Linked DNA regions of Ovis aries: region 1 is linked to region 2. Evidence: chromatin contacts called from public Hi-C data. All regions are on one chromosome and are shown on one strand. The core of a region is the stretch at or near the end of the contact, and the rest is flanking DNA. Distances in the headings are between cores, read along the strand shown. Region 1 holds the start of CDC40 (cell division cycle 40). Region 2 overlaps DDO (D-aspartate oxidase).

Region 1 (4,659 bases), core at 1,528-4,027, 220 kb after region 2:
ATTCAAATGGGAAAAATAAGTAAAGCAGATCCTGAGGGAAAGAAAATGCTCGTATTTTAACACATTGGATTGGAGGTGACTGAGAGCCATCCTGGGAGAGAGGTTAATAGTTCTGAAGCTAGCAAGGAGTTTAGAATGGATAAGGATAGTGTGCCTGGCACATGATTTATGAGATAATTACTAATGTTATCCCCTACTTTACAGATGAGAAAAAGTTAGACACGGAGCACTTAAATAATTTATCCAAGGTCACAATTCGGGTAAGTCATGGAGGTAGGATTTGAATTCTGGCAGTCTTGATACCAGAGTCTGTGCGAACCATTTTGGTATTCACCTGTGAGTCATCAGAAGTACTGCAGGTTGAAGGCCTGGAAAATATGAGGGATGCAAAACAGACTAAGAGTCTCAGGAAACATCCATATTGAAAGGGAGGGCAAAAGAACAGGAAAAAGAAGGCTGAGGATAGACCCACTGAAGCCAGAGGGAGAGAAGGTTTCCAAGAAGAACTATTTAATAGTGTCACTTGATGCACATACTCAAGACGACAGAACTTGACAACTGGGAGCCTAGTGACATTACTCAGAGAGAGTAAGTTTCCCAAGAAGCTAGGGCAAGTTGAGGAGAAAGTGAGATAAAGTGGGAGAGCTCCAAAAAGCTGAGTTGTGAAAAGAATAAAGACTCAGGAGGCTGCTGGAGGAGTGTAAGTTTGAGGAGTTTGTTCTGTCAAAAAAACAGAAGGATTCTAAGTATTCTTTCATACTTGATGTCCCTTTAAAAAGTAAAATCCATAAATAGCTCACTAAAAATCTGTAAGAGACTTAAGTTGTAGCACCTCACTTGGGAACATCATAATTAGAAAGGAGTTTTTGCACACTGCCTCCCCTCACCACATCCTGAGCTCCTGATCCACCCCCATTAGGCTCTACTGGACCAGTACTACCAACTGGTAGATGCTCTCCTCCAGCTCCAGACACAGACACGTTTCCTCCGTTCTTCAAAGACACTCATCTCGCTGTCATCTCAAGGTTTGCTACCTCCTTTTGCTGGGAAACACTTGCCTTATTGTGCACTTGGCTGCTGCTGCTGCTAAGTCACTTCAGTCGTGTCCGACTCTGTGCGACCCCATAGACAGCAGCCCACCAGGCTCCGCCGTCCCTGGAATTCTCCAGGCAAGAAATCTGGAGTGGGTTGCCATTTCCTTCTCCAATGCATGAAAGTGAAAAGTGAAAGTGAAGTCACTCAGTGAAGTGAAGTGAAAGTGAAGTCACTCAGTAAAGTGAAGTCACTCAGTGAAGTGAAGTGAAGTGAAAGTGAAGTCACTCAGTCGTGTCTGATCCTCTGGCACTTGGCTGGCTGTTTCCTATTCCTCAAAGCCACTTTTTCAAGAAGACTTCCCTAAACAATCTAGAGAAGTCAGGCTTCTACCTTATTCTCTATTGCAGAACTCTATTTCATGGAGTCCTGTTTTTTTCCTTCACAGCACTCTACCCACTCTGTAACCACTTCATTTGTTCACATTTTACTGGCTGCTTTTTCCACTAAACCTAACGCATCAAGGTATCAAAGATGTCTGGCTTATTGGCCTCTGTATCTTCAGCTCTTAGAACAGTTTCTGGGAAGTAACATGTGTTCAATAAGCACTTGTTAAAGGAACTATATAACCCAATTTCTTCCTCTATCACCTTCCTCAGTTGGGATCATGCACACTATTTCTTAAATTCAAGGTCTTTTCTCACTGCCTTGCCTTATATATGCACTTTTATTAGATACCAAGCTTTATTTCGTCACAATAATCCTCTCATCTATGTAGGTGCTTTAAAAATTATACCTCCATTGTACAGGTGAGGAGACTGAGGAGGCTGTATAACTTGCCTAAGTTCAAACAAGTGGTGGAGCCGGGATCAGATTCTAGTTCTGACTTCAAAAACAAAACAAAGCCAGGCCGCTGCTCACTTAAAGCGAGGGCACGCACTCTAGTCTGGGAAGTTCTGATTTAGGTTTGTTTATGTTGTTACACCTGGAGAAGGCAATGGCAACCCACTCCAGTACTCTTGCCTGGAAAATCCCATGGACGGAGGACCCTGGTAGGCTGAAGTCCATCGGGTCGCGAAGAGTCGGACACGACTGAGTGACTTCACTTTCACTTTCATGCAGTGGAGAAGGAAACGGCAACCCACTCCAGTGTTTTTGCCTGGAGAATCTCAGGGACGGCGGAGCCTGGTGGGCTGCCGTCTATGGGGTCGCACAGAGTCGGACACGACTGAAGCGACTTAGCAGCAGCAGCAGCATGTTGTTACACCTACTCTAATCAGGATACATCCTAACACAGAAATTCAAATTTCACCCCCTCTTCCTGACTACGGGAGCCAAGAGCAGGGAGTGGAGGACTGTTCTGAACTTCCAATTCCCAGCTTCTCCCGATAAAGACCTACAGAGGGAGAAGAATCCAAGCGTTAGCCACTCACCTGTCAGGACCGAAGAACAGGTAACCCAGGTTCTAACAAGTGATTGTCGGATTTTGGAGGGGAAACCGACAATTCCCGCCGCGCACCAGTGCCAAAGCGCTTACCTTAACTGCCACCTCCGGAGCGGAGTCCACTGCCACTGCCAGAGAGGGCTTATCCGAAGACGATTTAGTTAAGTGCATGAGGGAATCCGCGGCTGGCAAGGAACACCGCCCGCCCTCACTGTCCGAGTCCGATTCGGACCCTGAACCCGAACCATAAGAAGCAGCGAGAGCTGCAATCGCAGCCGACATGACGGCAACAGACAATCTGTGAAGACCAGGCCCTGGCGGAAGAAGGAGCAGCTTTAGGTCCTGACAGATTGCAGTAATAGATATTATTTAGTTCCTCTCCTGAGAAACCATTTACATTTTCAAACAATCAACACAGTCGATGAACTAGTATTAGAATAAGTACAATGGAACTCGGGATTTGGAAATATTTACCTAGGGAAACAGAGGCGATTTATAATAGTTTACAACTTTCGGGACCTATGTGACTACATTAAAGACTACGAGTTCCGAAATACCTTGAGGCCGCCCAGAGCTACACTCCCGGCGTGCAGCGCGGCGGGAAGCGGAAGAGGCACGATGGGGATTGTAGTTTGGAGCGAGGGGCGGGGCGGGGCAGGCAGGCCCCTCTTTGACCCCGCCCCTGAATGGTTGGTTCATTCAATTGGCTATCATCTTCCCTCATTCCCCGGCCAAGCACTGTTCTCTCCGTCCCCCTCCCCCAAACTGAGGATTGGGCAATACCATATAAGCCTCAGGAAAGGGGGGGAAGAGCGATATTCATCCCCCACTTTTGGGTGAGTGGGTGGGGGCTGAGTTTCCCACCACAGCTGCACCTGGGCACTGAGAGCTGAAGAGGAAAGTGAGAATCTTAAGTGGGAAGACGTTGACTGACGGGGAATAGCTCCTGGTGGGAAAGATGGGGGATTAGGTGGCGAGAGTCCAGCGGTTCCCCCCTGCTTCAGGCGCGGGTCTCCGCGTCCGGTTGTGGAGCGTCGCGAACGAGGAGGGGGCGAGTGGGGGGCGGCGGCGGCGGCGACTCACGGTGTTGTTCGCTCGCGCGTCGAGCACACGGTGGGTCCGGTGACTGGCGGACGTCGCAGGCGGCGTTCCCCGTGGCCCGGTACCTCGGCCACTGCCCACAGCGGGTTCCACCCGGGAGACTGACGCTCCTGGAGGCTCTAGGTGGAGTCCCGGGAGCTGAGGGGACCGGCGGCCGCCGCCGAAGCATGAAGAAGGGGTAAGGCAAGAGCCCCTCAAGATTTCTCGGTGAGCGCGAGTCTCTGAGGAATTGTTTATCGGGGGGTCAGGGTACCGGGAGAGGAACTCTTCCCCACTGGCCAAGAACGGAGAGAGGTGCGCTTGGAGCGCTAGCCAGCCAGAGGTGGTGGGGATGGGCGCGCCTCCCCCGCGACGGCCCCCACCGCCATTCGCGGTTTCCAGAGCTCCGGCCGCCCACCCGCCAGCGGAGCTGTGGACCCAGGGTCCCGGCGGCCGGCGGGCGCGCCTGGCTCTCGGTTGCGGGGACCGCCTCGAGGCTGCTCTAGGCGGGGAGACTGCGGGTCTCACCTGAGGTGCCACCGCCTGAGCGCCCCTGCCCCCGCGACCCGCCTCTGTGCCTGCTCGCTCCGGGGGCGCCTGCGGCACCGGGTGCCAGAGAAGCCAGGCTCGAGCTACGTGCCCGAGGCTCCGTAAAGCCAGCTGGTGCGTTTGCGTGTTTGAGCCGCGAGTCTGTGTCTGTAAAGACACAACATAACGGTAAAGCGAGTGCGGGGATCCCTTTCTTCGCTGGAAGAGGAGGCGAAGCGGGCTGTCGTCTCCGACGCCTGCTCTGGGGAGAGGGGGCCTTGGGCAGAGTTAGGGAGCTGCTCCCCCAGCTCCGACGTCGGCGGGACTCGCCCATTGTGCCACCCGGATAATTATTCAACTCTGCAGCATCCATTGCACCTTTTCCCATTTTTCTTTTCCCCTTGCTATAGCATGCCCCCTAGCTTCGGTACTCTGACGCCTTCTCTTGCACTTGCGGATGATGAACTGGAATAATGGCAAAAAGAAAGCACATCTGACCTGAGCATTCACAACCTATCTTACAGCCGATTTATTAAAGAATCCCCAACTAGACTAGATACTTGAACACGATTCAG
Region 2 (4,072 bases), core at 14-2,513:
ATGCTGAGTGTTAAATACAAATTTATGAGGGTGGATTGGGAGCGCAGAGGAGGGAACCTAAGTCTGTTAGGCACGTGTTGGGAACATCATGATATGTTTTTGTAGCTTTGTAAGTGCTCGTCTCACTTTTACCTCTTAGCAATTTATATGGGACTTTCTTTTTTTTTTTTTTTAAGTTCCAGTTTTATAAAGCCTACACTTTTGTGCCTTGTTTGCTGGCCCATAAACCCCTGTTTAAATGTGAAATTTAAACCACTGTATATCAGGTGATAAATGAATATTTGAGCCCTCATGTGATGGAGTTACTCATCAGCCAACATTCCAGTTTTCAGGGCATCACCATCTTTTCTGAGTGGCAAGGTTATATGGTGTTGCACTTTTGTCTTTATAAGAATGCCTAGAAAAAGAACTTTGGAAGTACCAATGCTATTGATACCTAGTTAAGGTATTATTTATCTTACCTTAATAAAATTAAGGGGAAATTATTAGGCAAGCCAGAAGTTACAGAGCTTTACTGTCAATATATGCATATTTATTTTGCGCCACCCTCAACTAGTTTCACATGAGAACGTATATTACCCGAACAATTTGTTCTGCCTGCTTCTAAAGTATCACCTCCTAGAAAACTGACCCCTTATTTTCAGTACTAACTGTGGGATCTGAAGGCCTGGGGAAAATCCTGATATCCTCTCATTAGTTGGAAGCCTGCTGTCAGCATTTTGCTTTACTTAAAATAAAAGTGGTACTTTGTGCCAGTGGGAGCCACCTCCTGACTGCAACACCATCGGGCCTGGTGACCAGCCAGCTGAGGTTCGTGCCTTGGAGCACGCTTCTTCCTGTCTGGCTTTAGGTGACAGAGTCAAGGAGAAGAGGGCCAAGGGGCTGCTCTTGCCCCCGAGAGTCCTGGGGAGGCCTTTTAAGGTCTATTTGTTTGATGCACACCTCAACCATGACAGTGGGTGGGAACATGAGTGCCTCGGGCAGACAGTGCACACTGTCTGCTGCAGGGAAGCCATGAGGAGACCCTTGTCCTAGCTGTCCACCCCCCCACCACTTTGACCCCTCTAGGCCTGTAATACCTCAGGCTTCCATATACCCCCCCACCGCAGTGAGGGGGCATGTAGGGGCCTCCTCTCTGTAAGATTAGCTGTCCCCGCTTCCCTCAGGCCCTGGCATCTGACCAGAAGGCCAGTGTAGAGGAGGAGGAGGAGTGTCATACCCGAGGCAGACTTTGTAGGGCTGGGACTCCTCTAAGCCCAAGGCAAGCCTCTCAGATCAAGGACCTCAGGCCAAGAGGGAGCCTGGCCGTGTTGTGGTAAGGGCGTGGGATCCTGGGGCTCACTCTGTAGGCTGCCACCCACTCTCCACCATGGGGATGACCCAACTGGGGAGCCACACAATCCCTGCTTGTTCCTCACGCCCAGGGTCTGTTCTATTGCCTCCTACACCCCTGCCACATAATGCAAGTGTTCAGCCTAAAGCATTCTGACTCAAAAATGGGCATTTCACTCAGCAAGCCACACAACAATGCCTTCAATCTAAGCTCTATCCTTCTGAAACAATATTAATTTCTAGGAAAGAAAAAAATTGTTCTTAACAACAAATTAAATCTGTAGTGTTTTTCAAAGAACAGAAGAAATCCTCTCCTCAAAAAAAAAAAAAAAAAGTATGCCCAGTAATACCCAGAACAAACAAATGAACAAAACCCCCTGAAGGTTAGTCAGCCATGCAGATCATGTTTTATATCGTTGGCCAGTGGAGTCATATTCTGCTGCTTTGTACTTGCCCTTCCAGGAAATGAATCATAGGGGCAGTATGTCAACTAAACCTGTCTCTTCTCCAGGCATCCTACCTGAATAAATCATCCCAGCTGGAGCAGGATGGTCCTGTCTTGGGCGGCATTCAGAAAGTGGGTGCCCCATTTCAGTGCTGGGTGCCCTGTGATTCTGGTGCATTGCCTCCTTTCCAGGGGGCCCAGCACTGAGCACAGCACTGACTACACTGAGCTGCTTCCTTCTCTCTCCTCTATGGAGTTTTCTCTGTTACTTTTCAGTCTCACGTCGCCTACAGCTTCTGTTCTCTTGCTTGGCCTGACTGACAGCAGAGCCTACAGCACTCCCTCGGCAGATGGACAGAAATATGGATTGTACATCAGGCGGGAGACAGGTCGTCTCTGCCTTACAAATGTCCACCTTGCAAAGGTCCCTTCCTGTGCACAGTGGACTCCTATTTCCCCACATCCAACATACCCTGTGCCGGCTACAGCACAGTCTTCCTTTTCCAGGGCCCTAGAGAATTCCTCCTTCACCCAGCATTGGCTGCTGGCCCCTAACCAGACAAGCCACGGGCAAAAATTGGCCTCAGATACAGGTCTAATGTGAGCACGTTTCACCCTGCCCCCTGCCCGCCCCGCAGGCTTTCTGCCTGGTTATGCAAAGATGAGGTGGAAGGGCACTGGCCAGGAAAGTGGAAAATGATGTTTATTTTTTCTGACGATGGCAACAAGGTTATTAGGGAAGAGATGTGGGGCAATGGCCTTGGGGGCTTCCACTGGGCCTCCAGTCGCTGCCCTAAGACAGTTACAGGAGGAAAACCCCGCCTGCTGGACTGACAAAGGGTGCCCAGCTGCTCCCTCTGGACCACTCTGCCCACAGAAACAGGTCTCCTCTATAAAGGGACCAGAAGCTGCTCTGTGCCTGAACAGCGCTTAGCTCAATTAAAACAGACAAGTTCATGGCATGGCCAAGGCAGAGATGGATCTTCTGAGAAGTGGGAGATAGAATTTATTTCCCACTTATCACAGTTTATTTTATTAGAATATGTATTGTAACAGAATGAGTGAGCAGTAGGGATGGTCATTGGATGAGGTTAAAACTTTCAGGTTAAAATTAGAGTATATAAATAGAGTTATATGCTATATATTTAATTGCTTTGTAAACCTAAAATGCATTTAAAAAATTCTAACTGTGATAAGTTATTTTAAATATATTTATAATATATTAAATATATTTATAAATAATATATTTATATTACTGACACCAGAATATATTTATATTATATATCATATCATATATATAATGTATAATTTATATAATATAATGTATATTATATATATTATAAACATAATATATAATGTATATGATATATTATAATATATAATATATGATATATTATAAATATATAATATATATGATATATCATAGACATAATATATGATGTATATGATATAGACATAATATATAACATATATGATATATTATAGATATAATATATAACATATATGATATATTATAGATATAATATATAATGTATATTATAAATATATTAATAGCTACATTGCATTTCTAAGAATAAACAGTGGATTTTCCCCATGAATCTATATGCATAGCATTATTTGTCAACTGAGATTTTCCATTAGTTTTTTCTCCTCATCTTCATACAAATGGACTGAAAATAGTTAATTTTCTGATTGCTGTTAATAAAACATCCTGTTTCAGGCTTGAAGCAAGGATGCCAGTGTGGTACCATTCTCAATCTGTTAAGATTCTTCAAAGAAGCAGAACCAATAGACAATATATATATATATAAATATATATATAAAGAGATTTATCATAAGGAATTGGTTCACACAGTTATGGAGGCTGAAAGTCCTGAGATCTACAGGGTGAGTTGGCAAGCTGGGGGCCTAGGAGAGCCAACACTGTATGGTTCCAGTCTGAAGGCTGGCAAACACTGGACCCAGGAAAAGCCAGTGTTTTAGCCTGAGTCTGAAGACAGGAAAAAGCTGATATCCCAGTCTGAACGCAGTCCAGCAGAAGGAAGGTCAGCCTTTTTGTTCTGTTTAAGCCTTCAACTGGTGGGTTGAAACCCACGTGAAGGAGGGCAATCTACTCTATTCAGTCTAACATGTAAATGTTAATTTTATCCAAAATATAGTCATAGAAACACCCAAAAGAATGTTTGGGTAAGTATCTGGATACCTCCATGATGCAGGCAAGCCAAAAAATAGAATTAGTCATCATATACCCCAACTAGGATTTGGGTACTGTCTTCAGTATTACCCAACATTCAT

The links. A called contact is a pair of places that touch in the nucleus more often than the background predicts.
Region 1: a Hi-C map of muscle shows a contact between it and region 2, with 4 times the contacts expected there. The contact joins the promoter of CDC40 here to the enhancer-like site in region 2. A contact is called at or near these places in 5 of 16 Hi-C or Micro-C datasets (hypothalamus, muscle, retroperitoneal adipose tissue and 1 more).

Annotation. Positions count from the first base shown.
Region 1 is chr8:27,331,745-27,336,403 of ARS-UI_Ramb_v3.0, forward strand. It overlaps CDC40 (cell division cycle 40), which reads right to left and starts at 2,778. Exons shown (of 15, transcript XM_004011208.4): 1 at 2,570-2,778. The coding sequence starts at 2,758. The region is part of intron 1 of WASF1 (WASP family member 1); the gene reads left to right.
Region 2 is chr8:27,109,213-27,113,284 of ARS-UI_Ramb_v3.0, forward strand. The region is part of intron 3 of DDO (D-aspartate oxidase); the gene reads left to right. Among named protein-coding and RNA genes, the nearest start is that of DDO, 12 kb to the left of the region's middle. Within about 2 kb of position 1,264, at least 12 of the 54 cell types and tissues checked have an H3K27ac peak or open chromatin away from gene starts, as enhancers often do. A contact at or near this core is called in muscle, where this site is marked.